2 separate regions of the Zea mays genome follow, and region 2 is linked to region 1. The links are chromatin contacts, called in public Hi-C maps. All regions are on one chromosome and are shown on one strand. Each heading gives the region's core, a stretch centred on a gene start, on an enhancer-like site or on the middle of the called end of the contact. The rest is flanking DNA. Distances are from core to core; before and after follow the strand shown.

Region 1 (2,700 bases), core at 67-2,566:
AGCCATTCACATAGGCTACCAGCACAGTAGGATAAGGAAAAAAAAAGAAGATGAATGTAGGCTTCCTATAGTAGTATATACTGGATGTGGTGCTGAGACAAGATACTGTGAATGCTCACATCTATGTCCCTTACTATTCTGGTCAGATTCCACTTGCCCAAAATTTACATCAACTTTAGGGATGTTCCTAAAACATCCGAATTGTATCACAAATCTAATATTTTAGCATAGATATACATATAATTTAAAGCTAATTTTTGGCAATGTTATGAAGAATATTATGAAGTATTTAAATAAATTTTTGTATACATTTTTATGTACATTATTTTCTCCCTACAACAAAAAAGGTGAAAAAACATCCGAATCCGTATTCGGATAGACATCCGAATTTTATATCAATTATTTAAAAATATCTAGAATGAATTTAATGTTTATTTTTTGTGAAGATTAATAGCCTCAATGCTAAAAACAAGAATATAAATTTACATAGCAAATTCTATATGTTATTTGTTCACAATCGAAGAAAGAAGATCAAAAAATTGACATCCGAATAAATATCCGGATCCATCCCTAATCAACTTCGACGCCCACCCGGCCACCCCCAGACAAGACAATTGTGCACCAACGGTACTCTCCCAGGCAGCAGCATGCTTGCTAGCATCCCATGCGAGAACGAGATGAGCCAGCCAACTGCAGAGGTTGGCTTGGCTTCTGAATTGGAGTGTGTGTGTGGACATGTGGTGCATTCAGCTGCTGACGGTATCACGAGCGGAATATAGTAGTAGTAGCAGAGCTGAGCAGCAGCGCCTGGTACTGGACTACTGGGAGACGGGAACGGAAAGAGTGGTTCGGGATTTTGAACCTGCTGCACTGCTGGCAGAAGCGCTGCTCGATGCCGGCGACGAAGACGCGCGGCTCCTTGGAGTGCATGTAGCACACCTTGTGCCGGCAGTAGTACTGCTTGACGGCGCTCAGATCCACGCCGCACCCGTCCACCCGGCACCGCGGCGGCTGGGCGGCGCTCGCGGACGCCGCGGCGCCCTTCCCCTTCCTGCCGCCCGTCGCGCTCCCCCCGGCGGCGCCCGCGTCCTGCTCGAAGTAGATCTTCTGGCCGAACGTGAGCCCGTGGAAGTCGTCGCTCCCACCGCCGCCGCCGGTCGCCATTGCCACCCGCTTCCTTGCTTCCCCCCGACGCTATCGCTTCGCGTCTGTGGCGGCGTAGCCTCCTAGCCCGCCTTCCACTAACCTCCTCTCTGTCCAGTGGGAGTGGGAGGAGGCGCGAGAGGGCTTCAGCGAGGGAAGGGTAGGAGGAGGCAGTGAGGAAGGAGGCGACAACAGTGGTGGCGCCGCCCTTAAAATAACGCTTTGGCGTGTGTGTGGTGCAGTGCGCGCGCGTGTGCGCCTGTGTGTGCTGTGCTGCCGTCCCCACCTCCCACCACACGCACCTCCTCCGCTCGGCTCCCTCCCACTCCCAGTCGCAGCAGCCTGCTGCTAGCTCGGCCGCCACCACCGCACCCACACCACCAAGCTCCTCTTTTCTCGCGCCGCACACTACTGTTCCATGCGCCACCAACTGCTTGCTCTGTTTGTTGGTTTCCTTGCTGGCTGCGCCGGCCTGCGCGCCTTATATAGCGCGCGCGTGTGTGGTGGTGGAAAAGTCCGTCCGTCCACGGCCGGCCATACTATGGCCCGTTTGGATTGATGCCTAATTTGCCTCATTTTACCTAACTTTTCTGCCTAAGGTTAGTTATTCAATTCGAACGACTAACCTTAGGTAAAATGGGGCACAGTTAGCCACAAACCAAACATGCCGGGAGTGAGAGTAACGAGAAGGATTGAGGGCTAGTTTGAAAAATCGAATCCCCTTCAGGATTAAAGGACATTGAAGAGGAAATTAGTTCATTTTCACCTCAATCCTCTCTAATCTTGAAGAGGATTTGAGATTTCTAAAGTAGCCTAGCTAGAATTTCTCACTATTCAGTTTTAAATAGTAAGTGATTTTAGCCCTTCAATCCCGTTCATTCCACTTGCTTTCAAACAGGGCCTCATAGTGAACCAGTTTATAAGTGAAAGACAGAAAAAGAGAATTGTTGCTGGCTCTTTTAGAAAAGCCGCAGCTACCTCCGGCGATCCCATCAGGCCATCACACGCGCACAGACACAGCACCGAGGACTCTCAGGAACTGGGGATGATGGGTGGGCCAGTCGCCAAGTGTCGTCGATGCTGACGTGGTTGGTGGCGCGCAACAGTAGGCCGCCCGGCCCAGGCCTGGAACGTGAGCATCACCGGCAGCGGCCGGCAGGCCGCACTGTGGCACGCAGCGCTGTGCGCGCCACCATGGCTGACCGGAGAGCGAACAGAAAAACAGGCCAGCGGAGGCAGGCGCGCTCGTGCAGGTATGGCCATGGCCGGCGCCAGCAGCTGCCACTGGTAGCTTTGTACAGCGGCGTGGTGCACTATTGATGGCCGTGCGGCTGGTGGTGGCGGGTCCCGGAAGGACGTGAGCGGTGCCTCCTATTATTGAGGAGGTGAGAGGCTGCTGTGTCTCAACCGCCGTATATTTTGCACTGTTATTACAGGATGCGGTTGCAGTGGATCAGGGGGTTTCCATCCACAAAAAGACTATATAGTATGCACATAGAAGTTTAGTGCACATATTAAATCGTCATCACTTATTTTAGATATAACTTCTCTATTTGT
Region 2 (2,700 bases), core at 46-2,545, 560 kb after region 1:
CAAACAAAATAATACCATATATTATGTCTTTTAGTGGATTTGATATGAAAATATATTTTACATTTAAAAAAACAGGATTGGCATTTTGTTCAGCAAAACTGGACTACTATTGTAGGATGTGTCGAGAGGACACCGACGACTAGTGCCCGGTGGCGGAGCTCCGTAAAATTAACGTCACAGGTCACTCTACAAATATAATGATGTACTACTCCGTCTTTTCATTTTCACAATTTAGTTCAAAAATGAACTAGGAGACGATAACTATTTAAGAACAGGGTAGTAACATTTAAATCAATCCAGTGGAACTATGACAGGTAGGGAATGTGGATCGAACATTTGGGAACAATTACTTACAATAGGGGAGAATCACGGGTACATTGTAGCAGACAGTCACTGTCCATTGGCCAGGAGGCACTCCGCCCTTGCCTATGAATAAGAAAAAAGGGAATCAGATTGAGGAAGTTGTATAGCTTGGGAGAAGATGTAATGGTAGGGGCAGATTTGTATGGGCGGTGGCGTGATGCCAGTGCAGGTCGCGCGCGCGTCGCTGCTGCAGGGTCGCAGGGAGGCTGGAGGCGGACTGGCGGAGGCAGATGTCGGACTAGCGGTGGCAGATGCCTAAGTCAGAGCCCGCCCGGTCGCCTCGAAGGTTGCTGCCTTATGCCATTGCCGGATCTGTGGATCCCAAAGGCGTGGAGAATGATAGAGGACTAGAGGGAGGCGGTCATGCCGCTAGCAATATAGGAAGCGCAACCACGCAGATTTGCGAAATAATTGAAAGAGTGTGTTCTCGTGACTCGAGCGATAGAGGGAGGTCGCTAGCGCTAGGCTCAATCGCTGCAAGCAGGATGTCTTTTAGACTACATTTTTGGACTGAAATTTATTTTAAACAAGATTTTTTGGCTGAAGAGAACTTTTAGGCTGCGCCCTGGGTCACGGGGCCAGGAGGCCCGGGCCCAAATCCGCCCCCACTTAGCGAGCGTACGTGACATGGCACTAGAGGTGTATACTATTGTAGCAGAAACGAAGAAACGTAGGGCTGCAAAGTGGACACCATCTAGGCGTATACCTGTCCTGTCCAGAGTCCTGAGTCCGGACTCCAGACAGACCATCCAAACTGCAGAAACCATACGAAACCGTCAAACTGTAGCAGTAGCGGCCCGGGAGAGGCCAGGCACGACCGGGGCCCAACGAACCATGGTAGGCCCAGCCTGTCAACGATTCCGCTGAGTTCAAGGGTAGCGGCGGCGAAGCTATATGAGAGCGCCCGGCCCCAAATCAAATCCCCAAACCCCCGTCCTCCTCGCCGCTCCGCCGCGCGGTTGAGCGCCGACGAGCGAGCCCACCGCTGCCTCGTCCGCCCTATGGATATGGATGTCCGCCGCAGGGTTCCACCGCCGCACGGGAGCGTCCCTAGGCGCCAGCAGGCGACCGGGGCCGAGGGGGAGCGGGTGCGTGTGCAGGCGGGTGATGCGCTACCGCTGCCGATCCGGCACACGAACCTCATCTTCTCGGCGCTGTTCGCCGCGTCGCTGGTGTACCTGATGCGTCGGTGGCGGGGGAAGATCCGCGCCTCCACGCCGCTCCACGTGGTCTCCCCCGCCGAGATCTTCGCCATCTGCGGCCTCGTCGCGTCGCTCATCTACCTCCTCAGCTTCTTCGGGATCGCCTTCGTGCAGTCCGTCGTCTCCAGCAGCGACGACGACGAGGACTTCATCGTCGACTCCCGCCACGCGCGGGCGCGGGCGCCGCCGACGCCTGCGCAGACCCCGTGTGCGCTGCTGGGGAGCCCCGCCGCCGCGACGGAGAAAATGCCGGAGGAGGACGAGGAGATCGTGGCCGCGGTTGTGGCAGGGAAGATCCCGTCCTACGTGCTGGAGTCTAGGCTGGGAGATTGCCGCCGGGCCGCCGGGATCAGGAGGGAGGCGCTGCGCCGGATCACCGGAAGGGATATGGACGGGCTCCCGCTCGACGGGTTCGACTACGCGTCCATCCTGGGCCAATGCTGCGAGCTGCCGGTCGGGTACGTGCAGCTTCCCGTGGGCGTCGCCGGACCGCTCCTGCTCGACGGGCGCCGCCTCTACGTACCGATGGCCACCACCGAGGGCTGCCTCGTCGCCAGCACGAACCGCGGATGCAAGGCCATTGCCGAGTCCGGTGGTGCCTCCAGCGTCGTTTTCAGGGACGGGATGACGCGAGCCCCGGTCGTCCGGTTCCCGTCTGCACGCCGCGCCGCTGAGCTCAAGGCCTTCTTGGAGGACCCAGCGAACTTTGACACCCTGGCCGTGGTGTTTAACAGGTAAGAACGCTAGATTCCAAATCAACGTCACGTTGTCCCTTTCGACCCATGCTCCACGCGCTCAACGATTACCATTAGGCTAGCGCGTCTCTTGGGCTTGACGACACGTCTATGTGCATCCATCTCCATCAAAGCAGTAGCAGTTGTCATCAGTCACTTTTTTTAATCCATAAATTGCCTGTACGGTTGCCCACTTTTTGAACTTGAGGGTTGATGGTGGGATTATGTGATGACCGACCTGGTTTGGGAAATATTTGTGCAGATCGAGCAGATTTGGAAGGCTGCAGGGAGTGAAGTGTGCGATTGCAGGAAGGAACTTGTACATGAGGTTCAGCTGCAGCACAGGGGATGCCATGGGGATGAACATGGTCTCCAAGGGTGTGCAGAACGTGCTGGACTAC

The links. A called contact is a pair of places that touch in the nucleus more often than the background predicts.
Region 2: a contact with region 1 is called in a Hi-C map of bundle sheath, with 2.5 times the contacts expected there. The contact joins the promoter of LOC100191922 here to the promoter of sbp23 in region 1. A contact is called at or near these places in 2 of 25 Hi-C or Micro-C datasets (bundle sheath and tassel).

Annotation. Positions count from the first base shown.
Region 1 is chr2:195,067,172-195,069,871 of Zm-B73-REFERENCE-NAM-5.0, forward strand. It overlaps sbp23 (SBP-transcription factor 23), which reads right to left and starts at 1,317. Exons shown (of 3, transcript NM_001143473.1): 1 at 863-1,317. The coding sequence starts at 1,164.
Region 2 is chr2:195,625,600-195,628,299 of Zm-B73-REFERENCE-NAM-5.0, forward strand. LOC100191922 (3-hydroxy-3-methylglutaryl-coenzyme A reductase 2) reads left to right here and starts at 1,296. Exons shown (of 4, transcript NM_001137346.1): 1 at 1,296-2,299; 2 at 2,562-2,700. The coding sequence starts at 1,365.